Regions from separate parts of the Sus scrofa genome. Here region 1 is linked to region 2. A link is a contact called in public HiChIP or PLAC-seq data. All regions are on one chromosome and are shown on one strand. Each heading gives the region's core, a stretch centred on a gene start, on an enhancer-like site or on the middle of the called end of the contact. The rest is flanking DNA. Distances are from core to core; before and after follow the strand shown. Region 1 overlaps EYA4 (eyes absent homolog 4). Region 2 has its middle 270 kb from the start of TCF21.

Region 1 (5,612 bases), core at 2,646-5,145, 100 kb before region 2:
AGATCGTGAGGGTGGAGCCTTCGTGGATGGAAATAGGTGCCTTTATAAAAGAAGCTCCTGAGGATTCCTTTGCCCCTTCTACCATGTGAAGACACAGCAGGGAAGCACAAAACATAAACCCTCACCAGGAACTCGGCCCTGCTGGTGCCTTGATCTCCTATCATCCCAACTGTGAGCAATACATATCTGTAGCTGATAAGCTACCCAGCCTGTGGTATTTTGTTAGAGGAGCCTGAACGTACTAAGATACTTGGTCTTAAGCTAAAATTTGGATTTTGCAAAGGATTCAAGAAAATGTTTAACTTCATAAAAACTGTTTTTATTAAAACGATAGAAAAGCACAGTACCTGATACATGCTAGGCACTCATTAAAATAATTATTAAATTATCCTTTTCTTCAAATTTAATGATGAAAAAATATTAGAGATTCTCTGTCAATCAAATTGTAAAATTCTTCATATATTTTTAAATTATCAGTGAATTGATTCTAAACAGCAAAACTGTGTCGCAGAAAACCAGTGATATTGAGGTGCGTGATCAAGCCTTGGTAACTAGGACTAACCAAGTTAGTCAGTTGAAGTTACTGGGACATCAGTTCACACATACAGCAGCTATTAATTGAACACTTATGTATCAGGTGCAAGTCTAGGCATAGCAGTGAACAAAAACTCCCTTCCTCTCATGAACATATGTTCTAGAGGGAGGAAGAATTAACTAATAAATTAATATGTATTTAGTCAGGGGAGATAATTGAAGTAGAATAAAGCAGGATTATAAATGGTATAATTACAGTTTAAATTGGATGGTGGGTAATTATTGGCTGGGGCTGTTGCTGTCTTGTAAGGGCAGCAGGGAAAGGCTCTCTGAAAAGGGGACATCTGAGCAGGTGACAGACAAGGAGGATGGCCAGGGGAGTGGTGTTCCGGGGAAGAGGGAAGGAAATCAAGTGCAGAGGCCCTGCTCTGGGAGCTTGTTGGGAGTGTTGGGAGATGGGCAGGGCAGGGTTGGGGGGAGAGTGTGCTATGGGGTGGAGATGCTCCATGAGTGAGGGAATCACTTGGGAGCCAAGGTCTGAGAAATGGGACATCAGTGTTAACACGTGAGGAGGTGAATGACCTGAGAGGCCGGCCAGATGAGGAATTTGGGAATTACTTTAAGAAGGAGGGGAAGGCATGAGAGGGTTCTGAGCAGAAGACGAACTTGGTTTGAGTTGGCAAACCTCCACTGTAACTACCCTGGGGAGAATAGGCTGTCCTAGGGCAAGAGTGAAATTGAAAGATAAAAACATACGCAACTTTCTTTTTACCTTTTTTTTTTTTTTTTTTTTTGGTCTTTTTAGGGCTGCAACTTTGGCATATGGAAGTTCCCACACTAGGGGTAAAATTGAAGAGATAGCCGCCAGCCTGCAACACAGCCACAACAATGCCAGATTCAAGCCACGTCTGCGACCTACACCATGGCTCCCAGCAACACTGGATCCTTAACCCACTGAGCGAGGCCAGGGATCAAACCCACATCCTCATGGATACGAGTTGGGTTCATTTTTGCTGAGCCAGGATGGGAACTCCCTCTTTTTACCTCTAAGATATACAGAATAAAAATGAAGCTACCCACCTAGGAAGTTTGTCCAAATAATAGGTCTGAGAAATCCACTCTAATAAATAGGTAAGACTGGTTTGTAGTTATTGGCGTGGTAACTATTCATATAGAAATCATCCAGGGGACGATAGTGAGCCATTCTGCGTCTAACCTACTTACATATTTGGTGAACCTTGCTTTGTAGCAGGTAGAATGAGAGGCACACCCTCCCCCTTTAGCATTGACGAATTCCAACAAATTATTGAATTTAGTGCCCTAACAAGTAATGGCATTATGTTATTTTACTGTAGAGGGAGAATTACATTGTAGGTATTTTTGTCAAGCTTTTCGGTACCATTCAATGCTTTTAAGTTCAGAACATCGTGTGTTCCCCTCGAATGTTCATGGTTAGAACACATCTAACTTCATGCAATGTTTAAAAATATTTTGGCAGTGAGACTCATGGGACAATGACCTCAAAGCTTCTCTCATCCTGCATTTTATAGGGTACCAGCAACTTACTTCTGAATTTAGGTGCAGCCACCCATATTTGCCAGGCAGAAGTTACAGAATGATTTCGCTTTGGAAAAGAGAAAAGAAAAGATTGTACACGAGCCTACAAAACACTCTTCAATTTGCTTAATATTTTTTTGCCAAGCTTTTTGTCCCAAGGGCTGACCATGGAGCATTCTTCCACCCCCACTGCCCCACAGCTTTTGCAAACCACCAGTCCTTTCCTAAGGGACCTTAACAGATGAAGCATTGAATTCTCTAGTCACTGTTACCTCCCACCTGGGAAAAAGACAGCCCTGTAATTGAATCCCAGCATATGCAGTGTCATCCCTCCCGCCTGCCCCTCTGGTGCTGCGCAAATTAAAAGATCTCTAAGGCTCAGCCTGCCTTCCAGCTGCCAGCCCCTGGTAGACATGAGGGAGCCAGAAGGGACCAGGTGGGGCAGTTTTGAGTTGCACTGAACACACAGCACAAGGAGGTTGGCCGTAACTTCCCAATGAATATTTATACCAGCCCCATTTCTCATCTTGCTCTTTGGCATGGATCAGAGTGCTGAGCTCCTGCTGATTTCAAGGGCCCCGCATTGTGTTTGGACCTGCTCCGTGAAGTATTACGTCAGATGAGAAATGGGCCCCAGGCTCCCATCCCTAAGACGGCTGGTTGACTTTTTTTTTTTAATGGGGACTATCATGTTATGGGGTCATAAGGATGGGGCAGTGGGGAGTTTCCTAACATCCCCTGGCATGGCTGTTCTGTGACTCACACAGAGCCTCAACCTCAGCTTCCTGTGGAGTGGAAATTTAATTGCTTGTAGTACGAGCTTCACAGAAGTCTGGTTGGTATATTGGTATAGTACTGCATTTTCTTCATCGTTTTCTTAGAGGTTTTATTTTTGTTTGCTAAGGTCAGGCACTTATCACAGGGCTCCCTCCTCACATTTCACATTCTGATCCCCCGTGGCAGGTGCTAACTTCCTTGCGTTCAAAGTGAATGGGTTGAGTAACCTCATAAAGATACAGAATGTCTTGGCATCGAAAGGAAAAGAGTACAGGATGCCTGTCTGTGGAAGACTTGCAGGGTTATTTAGAGAGCCCTGTAAACCTGAGACATTATTTGGAAAACCATCCATACACACACACCCCCATTAACTTTTCCTAGGTAGTAGATCACAGACTTAGATTCATGTTCCTGATCCCCAGTCCAGTGTTATGTGTAGTTTAGCATCAGATTTGCTCAAGGGAAATCATTTTTTTCATTGTTTCTTCATATGACCTTATAAACTTTAGACCAGTGACCTTTTTGTGAACTGTTGATTCTAAAATTACATTCTAAAAGCATCTCAAAAAAAAAAATCGCATGATCTCCTTAGATGACTAAATGTAAGTAATTAGAAAGAGGGCTGTGATCATGAAAATCCAGCATAAGTTCTCTAAGCAAAAGCCATACCAGAGTATCCACAGACTTTTCATGACAGCAATACCGGAAAAAACAAAGGCATGCATTATATTCTTAGTACATACAGGATTAAACAACATGAGTCTCAAAGGATCTTGATATATTTCTGAGGAAAAGGTAAAAAAATAGAGATTGAAAGATAGTACTGCTATTAGCTCAATGACTATTTCCCAGTGATAAAGATCTAGAGCTATAATGCTGGTGCCTTCTTCAAGACCTGTTCTTGACATTGGCCTGTTCCTCATGTTTATTGTGATTTGGCCATGCATGCATGCCAAGAATGTTTCTGGGTGTCATGGCACCAGGAATATACTGAGCAGCAGAGTCAGACTCGAACAGGATGAGCTGAAACTGGACACAGTCCAACAAGATAGCATTTAAGAGGAACACGTGGAAAGCTGTTCCAGATACCAACTGCAAGTGTTGTGGCTGAGAAAAAACAAGGCTCTAAAGCATCACACGGGACAGATCACAGGGGTTTGGTTGGCTAGGTTTCAGCATTTGTTCATACTGTAAAGTGTCTGATAGCAAAGCTAGCGTCCTTTTCAACTATATTGACGGATCAGAGTGACAGTTGTGATATTCTTGCTACATTTTATACCTTTATGGACTCCGAGTTGGGACATTCCTCTTTGATGTTTGAAGGGCAGTTATGGGAAAGAAAATTTAGACTTGACCCATGTCAGTGGGTTAAATTGCTTTTGGGTCCAAAGTTGCAGAAACCATGGAGGAGAAGACTTTCTGATAAAAAGAGTGGGCTGAAAATGAAATGAACTGCTTCTTAATGATTTCCCTGATACTGCAGATTTTCACACAGACAAATCAGACAGGTATTGACAATGTTGCAAAAGTGATTGTGGTAAAAACCAACGTTTATTAAGATGCATTATGTGCCAAATTCTGTGGAATTTGCATGTGTGATCTTATTTAATTTACTCAGTCCCCCACTGGTGGGTATCATTAACTCCATTTTGAACCTTAAGTCCAAAGACTGGTAAGATGGAGTTTAAAACCCAGGTTTCAGTCTGTAGTACAAGCCCTTAACACTGGATTCATAGTCTTGCTCATGAAGTGGTATTTTTGCATTCAAGGACATTGAGTATCCCTTCAGACCCCCAAATCCCATCATTTTCATAGGAAGCCATCGTTACTTTGCATATTATGCCAATGCTTTGCTCTTTTAAACATTCATTTGCTCATTCAACATTCTAGCATTGACTGACCCTCAGTCATTCATCCAGTAGTATGTTTGATCGTTATTGGCAGTTTTTTCCTTAGAAAGAATCTATATATTTCTTGGTATAACTAATCACGTTAGATGTTTTGATCGTGGCATTATGGCTTTATTCTTCTGCTTGCTAGAGAGAATAATTTCCTGCTTCATTAACCAAGGTTTGTAACTGATCTGGCAGAAACTTGAGTCCAGTACTATTCAAATAATGAACTCATTGGGCTTTTTCCCTTCTGTTTTCGAAGTAAAGCAGGGGGAAGCTTTGAAAATCTAAAATTAGAGAAATGCTTCAAAGGTACATTTTTAAAATACTTACTCACATTTCTTGGGTGGGGAGAGCATGTTTTGTGGGGATATCTGTTAGAGTCATTGTGAGGAGAGGGCCAGAGCTGCAGGTCTCAAGTCTGGAGCTGTAAGGAAGCCCTGGAAAGGAAGGACCGCAAAAGTGTCCAGAGAACAGCGTGTCCATGGCTTTATTTGCTGTTACTCCAGGGCCTGAGGTCACTCTGGCAGACGGGTCACTTACACTGCAAGCATCCAGACTGGCTTGGGGACAGGCATGAGGTCACCGGCAGATGGTAAGAACAGCTCCCATTATTCACGGCCCACTTCCCTGATCCTTGTTATTAGAGGTCTTCTTCCTTCAGTATTTCCTTTTCTCTGCAGCAGAACCCAGCTCGGACCTTGTCTGCTGAAATGGGCTAGTGAGGGCCTGTCTACCCAATCAATGACATAGACACTGTGCAACAGAGAGCATCCGCATCTCCCAGCCTAACTGCCAGGAGAGAACACTGGCTTAGAGCTGCAGCAGGGACAAGGGCTCCTTGGCTCCTAA
Region 2 (5,400 bases), core at 2,443-4,942:
GTAGGTGGCAGACGCAGCTCAGATCCAGAGTTGCTGTTGCTTTGAAGTAGGCTGGCAGCTGTAGCTCCAACTGAACCCCTAGCCTGGGAACCACCATATGCCACGGGTGTGGCCCTAAAAACACAACAAAAAAAAACCAAGGATTTGCTGTATAGCACAGGGGACTATATTCAATAAAGTTTATATAAATCACCTGGCTGTACACAATGAAACTAACACAGTATTGAAAATTGACTATATTTCAATACAAAACCCCATAGAATCCCTGCTTTCGCTTATTCCTATTTCAGTGATTTGAAATTGGAACTGGACAATGGTATTTTGTTTTTGTTTTTGTCTTTGTTTTTGCTTTTTAGGGCCCCACCCGCAGCATACGGAAGTTCCAAGGCTAGGGGTGGAATCCAAGCTCCAGCTGCCAGCCTCTGCCAGAGCCACAGCAACATCAGATCTGATCCACGTCTGTGACCTACACCACAGCTCACGGCAATGCTGGATGGTTAAGCCACTGAGTGAGGCCAGGGATCGAACCTACAACCTCATGGTTCCTAGTCGGATTCGTCTCTGCTGCACCACGACAGGAACTCCAACAATGGTATTTTTAAAAATTCCCCAGATATTTTAATGTCTGGCCAGTATCAACAACTATTAATAAATGATATCATCTTTTATTATTCCAAGGTTATTGAGAAACCTTTATAAAGTAAAATAAGGGGATTGGAAATTATTGTTTCCAATATTTTTTCCTATTTGAGGATTCTAAGCATTTACACTTGGTTGAAACTTCGAAATGAATGTAATAAAAGGAGTATGTGACTTCTGTTTACATTTAAGAAATAGTTTGGCATCTGGCCTTAAAAACTTACTGATTCATGTATTTAACAAAATCTTGTGAAGCACCTATTATGTGTCAAGCCCTTCGTTAGGCACTGGGCCAAAACAGCAAAGGAAGCAGGGCTGATCCTCAAGAGGTGTTTGGAGTTTGGGGAGGGATAGAGTTCGGAGCACAGACAACTACAATTGCTGGGATAAGGGCTATGAGAGCTGAAGGGCATGGTGTTTAGAATGCAATACTATTTACAGTTGAATGATTTTTGAAGCTGAACCACTTTTCATCCATGTTAAAACTAAAATGGTTTCCAAACCTTACATCACAATATAAACAGTATAGCGGATTCCAAAAAATGCAGGCCTTCTGTTGAGCTGGTGCAAAGACTGCAGATGTGCTCAGACATCTGTTTAGGCATCCACTTAGCAAGCATTCTGTCATCCCGGCGGGACCAGCACCACAGCTGAAACATATATAGCCCCAGACATCAGCTGTAAGGGAACCAAATGGTGCCTTCCCCAAAATTACCCTAGAATTCAAAATATCTAAACAGCTCGACAGGCACAGCCAATAATTTATAGACGAAAACCCACAGCACACAGACATACGTAGCCCCAAGTTCAATAAGGAATGATTCTAAGTTTCAACTGTCTCACTCCAGTGCTGAATTTGGAATCTTCTCCACTGAGCGAAACAATGCATAACATTATAAATACAAGCCAAGTGAAAGGATATGTTAGGTGTTAGCCAAATAATGGTAGATTAATTGGTAAGATACCATAAATCCAAAACACTTGTCAATATAGGAAACCTTTGCTTGTAAAGATAAATAGTAATTTCTACGAGAAGTGTCAAAAATGGAGGTGCTTTTTTATTTTAAGATATTCAGAGTAGTAGTGCAGTGAAATAGACTATCAGGTCATTACTGCATTCGTTTTATATCTATTGAGGGTAATTAAAGAAAAACAAGTTCCCAGAAAAGCCTGAAAGTTCTAAAGCTTTGCTAAGCAGTCTAGTCTTTAAATAGAAACCATTTTAAACTTTCTTAATCAATACAGTTCAGTTAAAGGGCATGGTAACAACCAAACACCGCAAGTGATTTTAAACTTACCTAAGCAATTAACAAGGACTTGCTGCAATGAAGCAACTCTGAAAACCAACCAATCAACGACAGCCTTGCATTTTCAAAGCCAGCCATTGGGCGGTACGCGCGTGTGCGAACACACACACACACACACACACAATCTCTCCAGTGGACATGCTTGTAAGGCTGAAATCAACCCACTCTTGTCCCTGTCACCAACACAAAACTGCTTCCAAGACAGGGGCAACCTTCCCTTGTCTCTGTAAGTAATACCACTCAAGACAAGTTCTTTTCCAAAATCTTTGTTAGATCTTTTTTTGCTCAGTATGACTAGCTGAGCTCTCTCTTACTTAACCAAGTAATAAATTCAGTTTAGTATTTTGCAGATCCAATGTAGGGATCTCCTTCTTTTACCACGTACATATCCATTATTTGAAATTATGACCCTTTAGCTTTATCACTTTGTCCAGATTTTTTACATGATGACCCATTCTGTTAAAATATTTTATTTAAGAAACATTATTTTTTTTTCCTTTTTTTTTTTTTTTTTTTTAATGACCATACCTGCAGCATATGGAAATTCCTGGGATAGGAGTCTCATTGGAGCTGTAGCTGCAGGCCTCCGCCACAACCGCAGCAATGCTGGATCTGAAGAGCATCTGCAACTTACCCTGCAACTCATGGCAATGACAGATCTTTAACCCACTGAACAAAGCCAGGGATGGAACCCGCAACCTCACAGATATTACATTGGGTTCTTAACCCCCTGAGTCACAATGGGAACTCCAAGAAACTTTCTTTATTAAGTATAGATGCAGACTTCTATGTAAAATCAGCCTGCCTTTTACAAGTCTACCTTGACTTGCAGATTGCACGTAATCTGTCCAATGTGCAGTTTGGATTCGCTGTCTTTGTTTATGCCATAACTGTCCACCTCATTCTCCAAACTGCAAGCCTTGGACCTGGTACCAACCCTTCCTTCTCTCCCCCCTTCTCCAGGCTGAGCAACGCTATTTCTGAAATGTTGTTTAAATCTTTGTTCTCACCTCACTCCTTTGGCCCTACCCCTCCAGACTTCATCCTCTTTTTGCCAAGATGATTAACAATAAATTATTACCAAAAGTTGAACCCCACCCTTCTAACGCATCCTCTATGGGCCAGTCCCCAGGGTGACAAAGAACAGAACTAAGTTTGTCTCTCTCTGCTCTTTGAAAGTCTGTTTTAAACGACCCCAGGATCTCTTGAGACCAAGTGGCATCAGTGCTACCAAATTCACCCTCCTCTCTGCCCATTCGGACTCTGGGTTTCACATGGACTCGCTTGCTCTTCCTTAAGCCCTCTGTACTCTCATTGCTCTTGCTAATTAACTTCTCTTCCTAAAACTCCCTTTTGTCTTTTGCACATGGCAAAATCGCTCTCATACTGAAAGCACCCTCTTAGGCTTTGCAATTTATTCTTCTGATAAAGCAGTGTTTTAATGCCTCCTTGGACAGTGCTTTACTCCCCTACTGGAATCAACTTAAGACAACGGCAAAATCTCATTCTCTTTCAATTCTTTTGGTCAGGAAAAAATCATAATACAGAGTAATATTCCAGTAAATGTTAGTTTAAAAAGGATTTCATTGGTATATGGACTAGTTTCTGCAGCAAACTTTAATGTGTTCATAGGACTTGTAGAATTTTCCTACTGAGAACTCTTCATCCTATTAATCCACTTGACCCTGACCTCTTGGCACTGCCTATATTAAGGTCCGTAAGTTTCTATGAGCAAGTGTTAGTCTCTGGTTTCATTTTCGTCTCTGCTGGGCTCTCACTGAGCTATTCTTACGAGAGAATGCCAAGGCATTCCAGAATTAATGTTTGCATGTGTTTCCGGAGGAATGTTTCTTGGACTTTCCTGTCTTCGCTGTCATTTTAAAGGAATGACTTCTTAGATGGCAACAGAACCACATGATTGCATTATGTTTGCCTTGGCAGTTGTTAGCAATGCTTTGGCAGAAAGATTTCCCACCTCCTGGTTAGGGAGATAGGAGTTTAAAGAAATATTTATTGAGTTCTTACTATATGGCAGGTCCTAGGTTAGATGATAAGGATACAAAGACGATTAAAACAAACATTTACCCTTAAAAAGTTGCCCTTTCGTAATGAATGAACCAGATATACAGGCAAATAAGAAAAAAAGATGAGCAAGTGTGTGTGACTGAGAAAGGTGCTATGGAAGCAGAGAAAAGGATTGAGTGAGGAGGGCTTCCTGGGGCAGGGATATTTAAGCATATATGTGAGTGGACAGTCTCTGTATCCACATAGAGGCTGCCTGGAAAACACACACATTGAGGGGTCCTAGAAAATCGATGAAACCTCTGTCACTAAGAAATCTTAGCTCTTTCAGGAGTTCCTTGGCGGTTCAGCAGGTTAAGGATCCCAGGTTGTCACTGCTGTGGCCAGGGTTTGATCCCTGGCCCTGGAATTTCCACATACCACGGGTACAGCCAAAAGAGAGAGAGAGAGAGAGAGAGAGAGAGAGAGAGAGAGAGAGAGAGAGAGAGAGAGAGAAAGCTCTTTGCAGTTAATATTTTTAATGTATTTAACTTATTTACAAAATTTCTGCTGCTGAGTGGACAGATGCTTTATTTGCTGATTGCTTTGCTTTGCCAATTCCGTACTACATTGTACCACCCGACTGTCCTTTTTTGGTCTCTTCAAATGAACAATTATGTAATAGAAGAATACGTGTGTTTACAGAAGCAAATGTCACTAACCATTTTGAAGCCACACTTCTAAGAAGTTCCAGATTCTTAGCCTGGATGAGAGGTGGGGTCCTGACAACAGGCCAGTAAGAATGGTATATTGAATAACACGCAGGGCGTCATGTAAACACACAGATCACGTTCTGGAGCAGTGGCGACCCTTTGAGCTGAGGCTGCTGTTGACAGTGCCTCTGTGTCCACTTGACTTGTACCTGCCCAGCTCCCAGGATCTGTGCAGGGCACTGTCACCCCTCCTGCTGAGCTTGGGTCATTACATCCTCGCCCTACATTTTACAGCTTCGACCCCGTGACAGGGGAGCTGACCCCAGCTTGGTGCCAGGCACCCAGCAAAACGGGGATTAATAAAGCCTGCCCCAGTGAAGCCAAGGGCTCTACAGCTGCTTCTTGCAATTAGACTTGTCATCATTCTCTTAAGAAGCCCCTGTTGATTTTTAAATCCTAATTGGCAGGAGACACCTGTTCCCCAACAGGAAGGACGGGAAGGGGCATTCGCTTGCAGCAGGCACGGGGGGAACTGAGAGGCTGGATGAATGTGTGTAAATACTTTTGTCTCAAATCTGTTTGCTTCCATTTAGAGTTTCTTTTTTCTTTCTTTCTTTTTTCCCAAGAACAGCATGTCTCGAGTCAGGCTAGTCTTTGGGAATAAGTAAGAATTTGGCTCTGAATCATTTTTTGAGCAAGAACTTACCACTGGTCCCTCCCTAAGGCATCTTCCTTACCAT

What was found. HiChIP or PLAC-seq counts read pairs in DNA pulled down with a chosen protein or histone mark.
Region 1: a contact with region 2 is called in an H3K27ac HiChIP or PLAC-seq map of skeletal muscle. The contact joins two enhancer-like sites. A contact is called at or near these places in 3 of 47 Hi-C or Micro-C datasets (psoas muscle and skeletal muscle) and 1 of 2 datasets of contacts at active chromatin or transcription factors (skeletal muscle).

Annotation. Positions count from the first base shown.
Region 1 is chr1:30,345,689-30,351,300 of Sscrofa11.1, reverse strand. The region is part of intron 3 of EYA4 (eyes absent homolog 4); the gene reads left to right. Among named protein-coding and RNA genes, the nearest start is that of EYA4, 230 kb to the left of the region's middle. Within about 2 kb of position 3,895, at least 1 of the 83 cell types and tissues checked has an H3K27ac peak or open chromatin away from gene starts, as enhancers often do. A contact at or near this core is called in skeletal muscle, where this site is marked.
Region 2 is chr1:30,244,788-30,250,187 of Sscrofa11.1, reverse strand. No RefSeq gene overlaps it. Among named protein-coding and RNA genes, the nearest start is that of TCF21, 270 kb to the right of the region's middle. Within about 2 kb of position 3,692, at least 10 of the 83 cell types and tissues checked have an H3K27ac peak or open chromatin away from gene starts, as enhancers often do. A contact at or near this core is called in skeletal muscle, where this site is marked.